Linked DNA regions of Mus musculus: region 2 is linked to region 1. Evidence: chromatin contacts called from public promoter capture Hi-C data. All regions are on one chromosome and are shown on one strand. Each heading gives the region's core, a stretch centred on a gene start, on an enhancer-like site or on the middle of the called end of the contact. The rest is flanking DNA. Distances are from core to core; before and after follow the strand shown.

Region 1 (4,579 bases), core at 1,443-3,942:
GGAAGGGGAGAACTGAGCCCCACACAAATATGGGCCCTCCATTCACTCAAATAAAAATAAGATAATGAAACACATCTTAGCCACACGCTCATGCTTCTTAGAGGAATCGTTAACTAATCCTCAGTTAAGAGGTCTTCATTACTGACCGTCCATGGCTCAGCCTAAGTTTACTAAGTTGTTCTAGTTTCGTTCAGTTACTGTGATGCAGCTCTCACTCCCACAAAACAACACGGTGGGGTGGCCCTTGTTTACAATTCCAGATCCCAATCCAGGAGGGAAGTCAGGTCAGGAACTCAAGAACTCTTGCTCCAATCTCTCTCTCTCTGTCTGTCTCTGTCTCTGTCTCTGTCTCTCTCTGTCTCTGCCTCTCTCTCTCTCTCTCTCTCTCTCTCTCTCTCTCTCTCTCTCTCTCTCGGCTGACCTCAAACTCTCTACACAACTGAAGATAACCTTGAACTCCTGATTCTCTTGACTCTGTCTCCCAGATCCTAGGGTTATAGGCATGATCTGCCATCCTCACTCTGACTTACTTAAACTAGTAACTGCTGGAGGTGGTTCAAAGCCTCGACTTAAGTCAAGAAGCAGTGTACTCTTAAACCTCCGCCTTTCCAGGCATTCAATTACACTTATAAATAATTAGGACTTGGGTTTTTTTGTTTTTTGTTTGTTTGCTTTTTTTTTTTTTTTTTTTTTTTTTTGAGTCAGGGTTTCACTATGTAGACTTGGCTGGCCTTGAACTCACAGTGATCTGCCAACTTCTGCCTCCTGGATGCTGGAATTGAAGGTGTGAACCACCATGCCTGGCTTATGTAGACCAGGCTAGCCTTGAACTCACAGTGATCTGCCAACTTCTGCCTCCTGGATGCTGGAATTGAAGGTGTGAACCACCATGCCTGGCTTATCAGAAAAAAAATCTTTGTGTTTCCAATGCTCACATTCTGACCCTTGAACTTGAAGCCTACATCCTCATCAAACGTCAGATTTCTTCTTCTCAACTCATAGAACATCCCACTGGCCTATGCTGGCCTATGCTGCTGGACAAAGAAGAATTCCTGAAGAAACATGAGCACCTCCCACCCCATTTTGAAAGTAAAGTTTAATCCTCCTCACAATTACAAAAAAGAAATGATGCCTCCCTTTTTCCGTTTTTTGTGTTTATGTGTGGTGTTCTTATGTGTGTTTGCATATGCATATGTGTGCACATGTATGTGGAGGCCTGAAGCCAACATTAGGAACCATCCTCCAGAGGGACTGGTGAGATGGCTCAGTGGTTAAGAGCACTGACTACTCTTCTGAAGATACTGAGTTCAAATCCCAGCAACCACATGGTGGCTCAAAACCACCCATAATGAGATCTGACACCTTCTTCTGGTGTGTCTGAAGACAGCTACAGTGTACTTACATATAACCATAAATAAGTTTAAAAAAAAATAAAAAGGAACCGTCCTCCAAAGCTCTTCCCCCTTATTCACTGAGGCAGGCTCCCTCAATCAAACCCAGAGCTTGCCAGTATGGCTCATCTTATTAACCAACCTGTTCTGAAGTTCCCAGACATCCTTCTAAAGCTGGAATTACAGGTAGCTGCATGGTTCTGCAGATCCAAACTCCAGTCTCACACTTGCAAGACAAATATTTTACCTACTGAGCCACAACCCCAACTTCTGATTTTCATTTTGTTTTCTTGTTTGGTTGGTTTCTTTCTTTCTTTCTTTCTTTTTTTTTTTTTTTTTTTTTTTTGAGACAACCAACATCTCATTAAAAACCCAGGCTGACTTGGAACTCATTACCTAGGCCAGGAGATCCTCCTGCCTCAGCCTGCAGGCACAGACATGTACAACCATGTCCACCCAGCATAAATTAAACTTTAGAAATGGACGGTGTAGTGGTCATTCTTTGTTGTCAACTTAGCTACATCTGGAAATGAACTACAATTCAGAAATGGAGGGTACACCTGTGAGAGATTTATTGCTTGATTTGAGTGGGTGAACACCCACTTCTAGTCCAGACCTTTGAGGTAGGAAAACACAATTTTGATCCAGATCTTGGGGCAGGAAGATAGGTGTCTTTAAATCAGATCTTGCAGTGGGAAGATCCACCTTTAATCTGGGCCATACCTTCTGCTGGAAGCCAATAGAAGGGTATGGAAAGACACTTTCGCTCTTTGCCTGTTCGTCCTTGCCTTACTAGCAAATCCATTCCTTCACTGGCATTAGAGCCTACTTCTAAGGGATTCCAGAGTGCTGAAGACCAGCAGAGACATCCAGCCTTGTGGACTAAGAAACTTCTGAATTCTTGGACTTCCTGTTCATAGTTTGATTAATTAGACCACAGCCTGTAATTCATTCAATAAATCCCATACATATATAGAGGGGAGGATTCATTTGTAAGTTCTGCTACTATAGAGAACGCTGTCACAACTCTCTGTCCCTTTGTTTAAGAGCACAGAACTAATTCATTCCAAGTCTCCTCCAAATTAGAATTAAATTCACCCCCCCATCCCCCGCAATTTTTCCGTGTTTCTGGGTCCTTTTATAATTTTTCCCTTATAGTAGCCATTACAACACTCCCGGTAATTCATATTGGTTTTCAGCACAAAGAGGAAAGTTCCCAGCAGAACGGTGCAGCTCCTGGCCCCTACAATTGCTGAGTCCTCTGCTCATTGCCTGCAGCTGCCAAATTAAGCAACAGGCGTGGGGATCCCCAATGTCAGCAGAAATGGCCTGAAAAGAAAGCTGTGTTCACATTAGGTAGCTCTGCTCTCCCTGTGACTAACATTTTTTCATAAGCTTCTCGGGCTCTGACTCACTTCTCTATTTGAGATGTTTATTTCCTGGAACACAGTATAACACTTAATGCCATGAGAACCCATTTTCACTTTGAATGATGCTAAAATTCTGTGACAGCCAGAGAAAAGCTTCCTCCTCCTCTGCTTCATGTTTTTGTTTTGGTTTTGTTGACACAGGGTCTCACTATGTAGTTCAGGCTGGTCTCAAACTCACTCTTCTTGTGTCTGTCTCCCAACTGCTAGGATTGAGGCATGTGTCGCCACATCCTGCTGAGGCTCCCAAGTGTGGTGCAAGCATGCGTGTATGTGCATTCGTGGTGTGTGTATGTGGGGGGGAGGGGAGCTTGGGTGTTCAAGTGAGTGTTTGTGCACGTTGTGTGCATGCATGTGTGTGTTCATGGTGTGTGTGTGTGCGCGCACATGCGTGTGTGTGTCTGTGTGTGTGCATGTGTGCACAGCACAGTGAAGAAAGCACATTCCCACCTCACTTTTGTGTCTCCTCCCTTTTGTTTTTGCTCTGTGATACACTGGTTTTACCTGGGGCTCCTCCAATGGGCTTAGAACAGGGCTATCCACGGGTGCATTGCTATCCACCAATGGCAATGCCACAAGAGTTTTATTGAATAAATTTATTAGATGAAACAAAAGGACCTAAACACAGACCTATTGAATTCTTTGAGCTCCTAAGTGACTGGGGAAAAACAAAGTTTAAGTGAATCGCACAAAACTCTACAGTAAGAGCCCGGAGGGCAAAGAGCAGCGCAGACTCTATGTGGGAGTGACAGTCAGTCTGAGGGAGAGGGACTCGGCACCAAGGGCTACCAACAGAGGTGAGTCGAAGCTCAAGTAGCAAACCATCAGTCACACCCATCTCTCCCTCTCTTCTGTTTGTTTGGTTTTTGCAAGACAGGGTTTTTCTGTGTAGTCCTGGCAGTCCTGGAACTCACTCTGTAGACAAGGTTGGCAATGAACTCAGAGATCCGCCAGCCTCTGCTTCCTGAATGCTGGGACTAAAGATGTGTGCCAACACTGCCCAGCTCACACCCATCTCTTTAGAAGAACAGTCAAACCAGAAAAGGAGCTGGAAATGTTTTTTAACATGTTATACGTATGGATGTTTTGTCAGCAAGTATGTCTGTGTACCATGTGTGTGTAGCACCCCAAAAAGACCAAAAGAGTGTCTGGTTTCCCCCTGGAACTGGAGATATAGAGGGTTATAAGCTGTCATGTGTGTGCTTGGGATTGAATCCAGAGTGTCCACAAGAGCAGCAAGTGCGCTTAACCACTGAGCCATCCCTCCAATCTATCCTGTCCCTTATTCACAACATCTGAAGACATGAACTCTAACAAACAGAAAAAAAACATAAAATAAAGGGTGGAGTTGCATGCAAGAGACTGAGGTGAGTGGGCCGAAGGGAGTCTGATGTCACGCTGGGCCACACAGCTGAGCTCAGAGCCAGCCTGGACTGTGTAGCAAGACCAGTTTCAAAACAGAAATTTCAAAAAGCAAAATTAGGGGCTAAAAATGTGACTCAGTGGATAAGACCACTCACTGGTACAGTAAGAGGACCCAAGTTCAAATCCCCAGCCTCCATATAACTGCTAGAGAGGGCAGTGCATACCAGTAGCCACTGCACTGACAGGAGCGATCCTATGAGCTCACTGGGCAGCTAGCCTAGCCAAAATGCTAAGTCAAATTCAGTGAGAAACCCTGCCTCAAAAAATAAGGTGGAGAGCAGCCAAGAAAAAGACCCAGCATCCTCCTCTGGTCTCTACATGGGCACAAACATATTC
Region 2 (4,579 bases), core at 701-3,200, 220 kb after region 1:
CAAGCCCGTCTTCTTGAGGGCACGTGTTTATCATTTCTACTGTGGATATTGAGACACTTCTAACAGTGTGGCCTCGAGACTGTGGCAAGAACAGTGGACCTAGAAAAGGTTATTTTCCATCCAACAGTAAATGTCCACACTGGTTTGTGTAGGCAGTAGGGAGAGCTGTGATTGAGATGTTCCAGCGTCCTGGGTTAGATGTGGCTATGTACAACCCTGGGCTTCTGTGCTCCCTATTTGTCTCCTTTTAGGTGGAGAAGAAGTCTGGGTAAGAGGAGTGATGTTGCTGAGTGAGCAGTCCTCACCTGTGAAGATAGGCTTTTTGTTTTTATTTTTTGTTTTTAACATAAAGATTTTTTGTATCAGTCGTTAAGGATTAAGGTGAAACTTCTCTGTTAAATGTTGACCTTGCCTTTGCCTTTTGCATCTGAGATAGTTTCATAGCTGAAGGCCTTTTGAGGATTATCTAGATGAAGACAGTCTCCTAGTGTTTTCCTGGTGGATGTCCCGTTACTGTTTTCTGTGCACCTGAGTGGGGAGTTAGTGGCATTCTCACCCTCTTTGTTCAGGGCCATCTGCTTGCAAGTTTCCAAGCTGAGACTTGAGTAAAGGGATTGAGAGACCTTTAGTTATAAATTTCTTGCTTCAGACTGACTTGTGACCTCTGCTCCTGCCCCCAACTGAAGTTCTAGCAGAAATCATGTTTTCTTCAAGTGTAATGTTTTTCTGGTGATCTGGGGTGAAGGGTTGTCTGTTAAGCAACAGGTCCGCCATGTGTTCTTTTCATTCTTCTCGCTTGTGTCTCTGACAGTTGGCAGCTTCAGTTCATTCCATCAGAGTTCAGAGGTCAGCTACCAAAGCCTTTCGCAGAGGGACCACTGGCCACCAGGACTGTTCCCACTCACATGAACGACCAGAACCGAGAGGAGCCTTCCAGATACGTAAGGGCTGCCAATCTTCTCTTGCTGCTGCCTAGAGAGACAGTCACCCCAGATCACTAGGCATTGTTCCGTTGGAGCATTAACCAAACGAGTGTCTCAGAAAGCTATTTCTCAGAGAGACAGAGAGAGAGAGAGAGAGACAGAGACACAGAGAGAGAGAAAGAACGATGCATGCGTGGAGGGAGTGGCAGCATCCCCTCTTCCCAATTTACTCTCTTAAATGTCTGTGGAAAGCACACAGTTGAGTTAACTGAGAAGGCTGAGAGGGGCTGGGGTCTTCTCATGAGAGTCTTGAGCAGTCTTTCTGAGTACATTGAAACCCACAGCATTCCTTGTTCTGTTGAAACGCCTGCTGGTACAGTTCTAAGTGAGCGGTTCTAAGTGAGCGGGTTACCTTGGACCTCCCTTCCGCGCCCTTTTGTTGTACTTATATAGCACAGGAACACCCAGAAAGGCTGTCCCCATAGTGAGGCCATGGAGCAGGCTCTCCTCAGTGCCACGACCTTCTGCCTACTTGCCGTCACACACTCTGGAGTCCTGTGAATTTTATTTGGCTCTTTTGTAAGGCAATACTTTTGACATTTGATGCTGGTAGGATCTCCGGTGTTTAAAAAGGGGAGCGCTGACCTGCGCCTGTGAGGTGGCTCAGTGGGAAAGGCGAGTGTTGTCCTCTGTGGTGCCATGTGAGTGTGTGCACCCCCTTGACGTGCACATAAATAAGTGAATAAGCTTTACAGCGAGAGTGATAAAGAGCACTCGCTTCCTCATTAGTAGACAGTGAAAGATTGCTTGGCAAATCGGCTGGAGAGGACTATTTTTGGGCAACCTATTATTAAATAGGTAATAGCTTAGATGTCTGTGTATTTAATTTAGGTTCTCTTGTGTCATGTACTCAAGATACACATAATGAGACCTGTCCTTGACTTCGGAAGCAGACTCTGTCACATCAGGCCGTGTGTTGCCCAGTTCAGGGTGGTTAGGATTTCTCTTGTGTGAGCATCCTGGTATATGCAGTGCTGGGAATAGAATCCAGGCTCTGCACGGGCTGCTGGGCCTGGACTCTGCCAGCTGAGCTCCGTCTCCAGAACTCTCATTTAGCAGTGTCTGGTATTTAGGCTTTTCTCACAAATGTTCTTCATCTGACTAAGGATCCCATATAGAAAGGGTCTCCTTGCTTACCGTTAGCATTCCCTACCCCAGTTCTTGGTTCCAGCCTGTGCTCATTGTCTTTTCCTTACCAGTGTCTTTGCCTGTGTTGGTGACCATGCCTGAGGCACTAGTCTCCCACCTCATGCTACCAGAATTCTCTTCAAATATGGAGTGAACATGTATATCCGTGTTTAGCAGGCTTTCTGTTAAGAGCATGAAATATTTGTCTGCACGGTCAGATACTAGCCTTTCCTTTATCTGCACGTTTCTGGTTTGTTTGTTAAATTTTTTCCTCCTGAGGTACCTGAGTGCTGTGAGATGGGTGACTGTCCCTTGCCCCTTTTGTGTTTGTCACAGTACATAGATAGGGTTGTAAACCTAGTGGCTGGCCTAATGGTGTTATTCTAGGGATTACAATTAGTGTCACTCTGCCTGTCTGTCTCTGTTTCTGACTCTCTGTCTGTCTCTCTGATTTTTGAGACAGGTTTCTCTATTATGTCATTATGATTGTCTTGAAACTTTCTGTGTAGTCCAGGCTGGTCTCGAACTCAGTTCCACCTGCCTTTTGAGTTCTGAGACTACAGGCCTGTGTCATCATGTTTGGCCTTTTGCTAGTTCCTTTGCTAGCATTCCCCAGTGGATCTATGGAACTCTGGACATGCTATAATTTTTTTGTACACATATTTATGATAAAGTTTAATTTACAAATTAGGCACATTAATAGTTCAACAACAGCTGGGCATTGAGGTGCACACCTTCAATCATAGCACTAGGCAAAGACAAGGCAGATCTCTGAGTTTGAGACCAGCCTGGCCTACAGAGTGAGTTATAGGACAGCCAGAGCTACATAGTGAGACCCTGTCTTGAAAAATCATCCTTTGGCTACTTAGAAAAATTGTAATAGTACATTAAATAAAAATGAGTATATTTTCTCCAAATATTTTACTGTACTATAAATTATAATCGAAAATCTATCACTCCTAAAGTAGAAAAATTATAATAGTACACTGTAATAAAAATGTGAGTATATTTCTCAAAATATTTTACTGTACTATAAATTTTAATAACCTCAGAAAAGAAGTTTTTTTCTTTCCTCAGTAAGTTGAGAAATTGCCTTTTTTACTTAAAAGGGAATATTTTGTGGCTTCGTTGCCATATTCAAATTATCATCATCGTTTGCTTTGTGCTTTGGAGCCATTGCTGAGTAAAATTCGAGTTACTGGAGTTTGAGCGCTGATGCGCTGTGCTATTGGATCTGGTAACCAAGATGCTGCTGTGAGATTAATGGGCAGGTGGTGTGTACAGTCGGAGATACTGGACACGAAGATGACTCAGGTGCTCAGTGGGCCTGTGAGATCTCATCCTAGTTTGAGTTTTATTGCTGTGAAGAGAGACACCATGACCATGGCTACTCTTCCAAAGGAAGACATTTAGTTGGGGTTGGCTTAACAGTCTCAGAGGTTTAGTGTCTTATCATGGCAGGACATGGCAGCGTGCAGACAGACGGTAGTGGAGAGGGAGCTAAGAGCTCTATATCTGGACTGGCAGGCAGCAGAAAGATAACTGAGACACACTTCCTCCAACAAGGCCACACTTCCTAATAGTGTCACTTTCTATGGGCTTACGGGGGTCATTTTTATTCAGACTGCCACAACAGACTTCATCATGATACTTAGTAGTATACAACTGAACACTTTATGAATTGTTTATTTCTGGAATATTCTGTTAATGAAGGTTATTGAAACCATGAAAATGAGACTTTAGATGAGGAGGGAGTGGGTTAGGAACCTAGGTAGTGAACCTTTCCATCCTTGGGATAACAATGGTGAGAGAAAACTGGATCTAAAAATGTATAGTACTTGATTCTGGTTAGAGCCTGTTTTCATATTTTCTGCTATCAGACATTGCTACATGTGACTGACTCTATACTAGCTTTACCCTAGGGGAGAGGTTTTCAAAGTGCCAATGGGAGTCACCAAAATGCTGACTATCTAAGGCAAGGACAGGCAAGCCCACGTTTTGCCTGGGTGCTAGGTTCCAGCCCTGTGCTTATCCAGGTTCCTACAGTTGAGAGTTTCCCATCAACCCCTTTGTGCTGTAGCCTCAGTCGGTTTCATGGGTGCTTGGGAAAGTGCCTTCCACAGCCAGGCTGTGCTCTTTGGACCTTTGGAAATTTGTAGGAACCTCTGATGGCTTATTGTTGATTCCATATGAGTAGGCCTAGAGATTCATCTCTCGGAGCTAGCTACTTAGATATTTGTTTTCCTGACAATAAAAAATAATACATATTCATTGTGTAAAATAATGACAGCTTTGGCCAAGAAAAAAGTCATTTTGTTGCCCAGATATCACCACCGTTACTGTTTACTGAGTTTTTTTTCTTTTACTCTTTAAAGCTTTTATCTTTTATTTATTGCACACCATGGAACATGTGAGGAGGTCAGAGCACTTTGTGCAGCTGATTCTCTCCTTCCTTTCCGTGGGGTCTG

Evidence for each region. Capture Hi-C pulls out chosen DNA fragments and counts their contacts.
Region 2: a contact with region 1 is called in a promoter capture Hi-C map of adipose tissue. The contact joins two enhancer-like sites. A contact is called at or near these places in 1 of 115 datasets of contacts at active chromatin or transcription factors (embryonic stem cells) and 2 of 9 other capture datasets (adipose tissue and liver).

What each region holds. Positions count from the first base shown.
Region 1 is chr9:50,588,284-50,592,862 of GRCm38.p6, forward strand. No RefSeq gene overlaps it. Among named protein-coding and RNA genes, the nearest start is that of Sdhd, 13 kb to the right of the region's middle. Within about 2 kb of position 2,693, at least 114 of the 459 cell types and tissues checked have an H3K27ac peak or open chromatin away from gene starts, as enhancers often do. A contact at or near this core is called in adipose tissue, where this site is marked.
Region 2 is chr9:50,807,866-50,812,444 of GRCm38.p6, forward strand. It overlaps Alg9 (asparagine-linked glycosylation 9 (alpha 1,2 mannosyltransferase)), which reads left to right. Exons shown (of 15, transcript NM_133981.2): 13 at 812-941. Among named protein-coding and RNA genes, the nearest start is that of Gm38476, 35 kb to the left of the region's middle. Within about 2 kb of position 1,951, at least 12 of the 459 cell types and tissues checked have an H3K27ac peak or open chromatin away from gene starts, as enhancers often do. A contact at or near this core is called in adipose tissue, where this site is marked.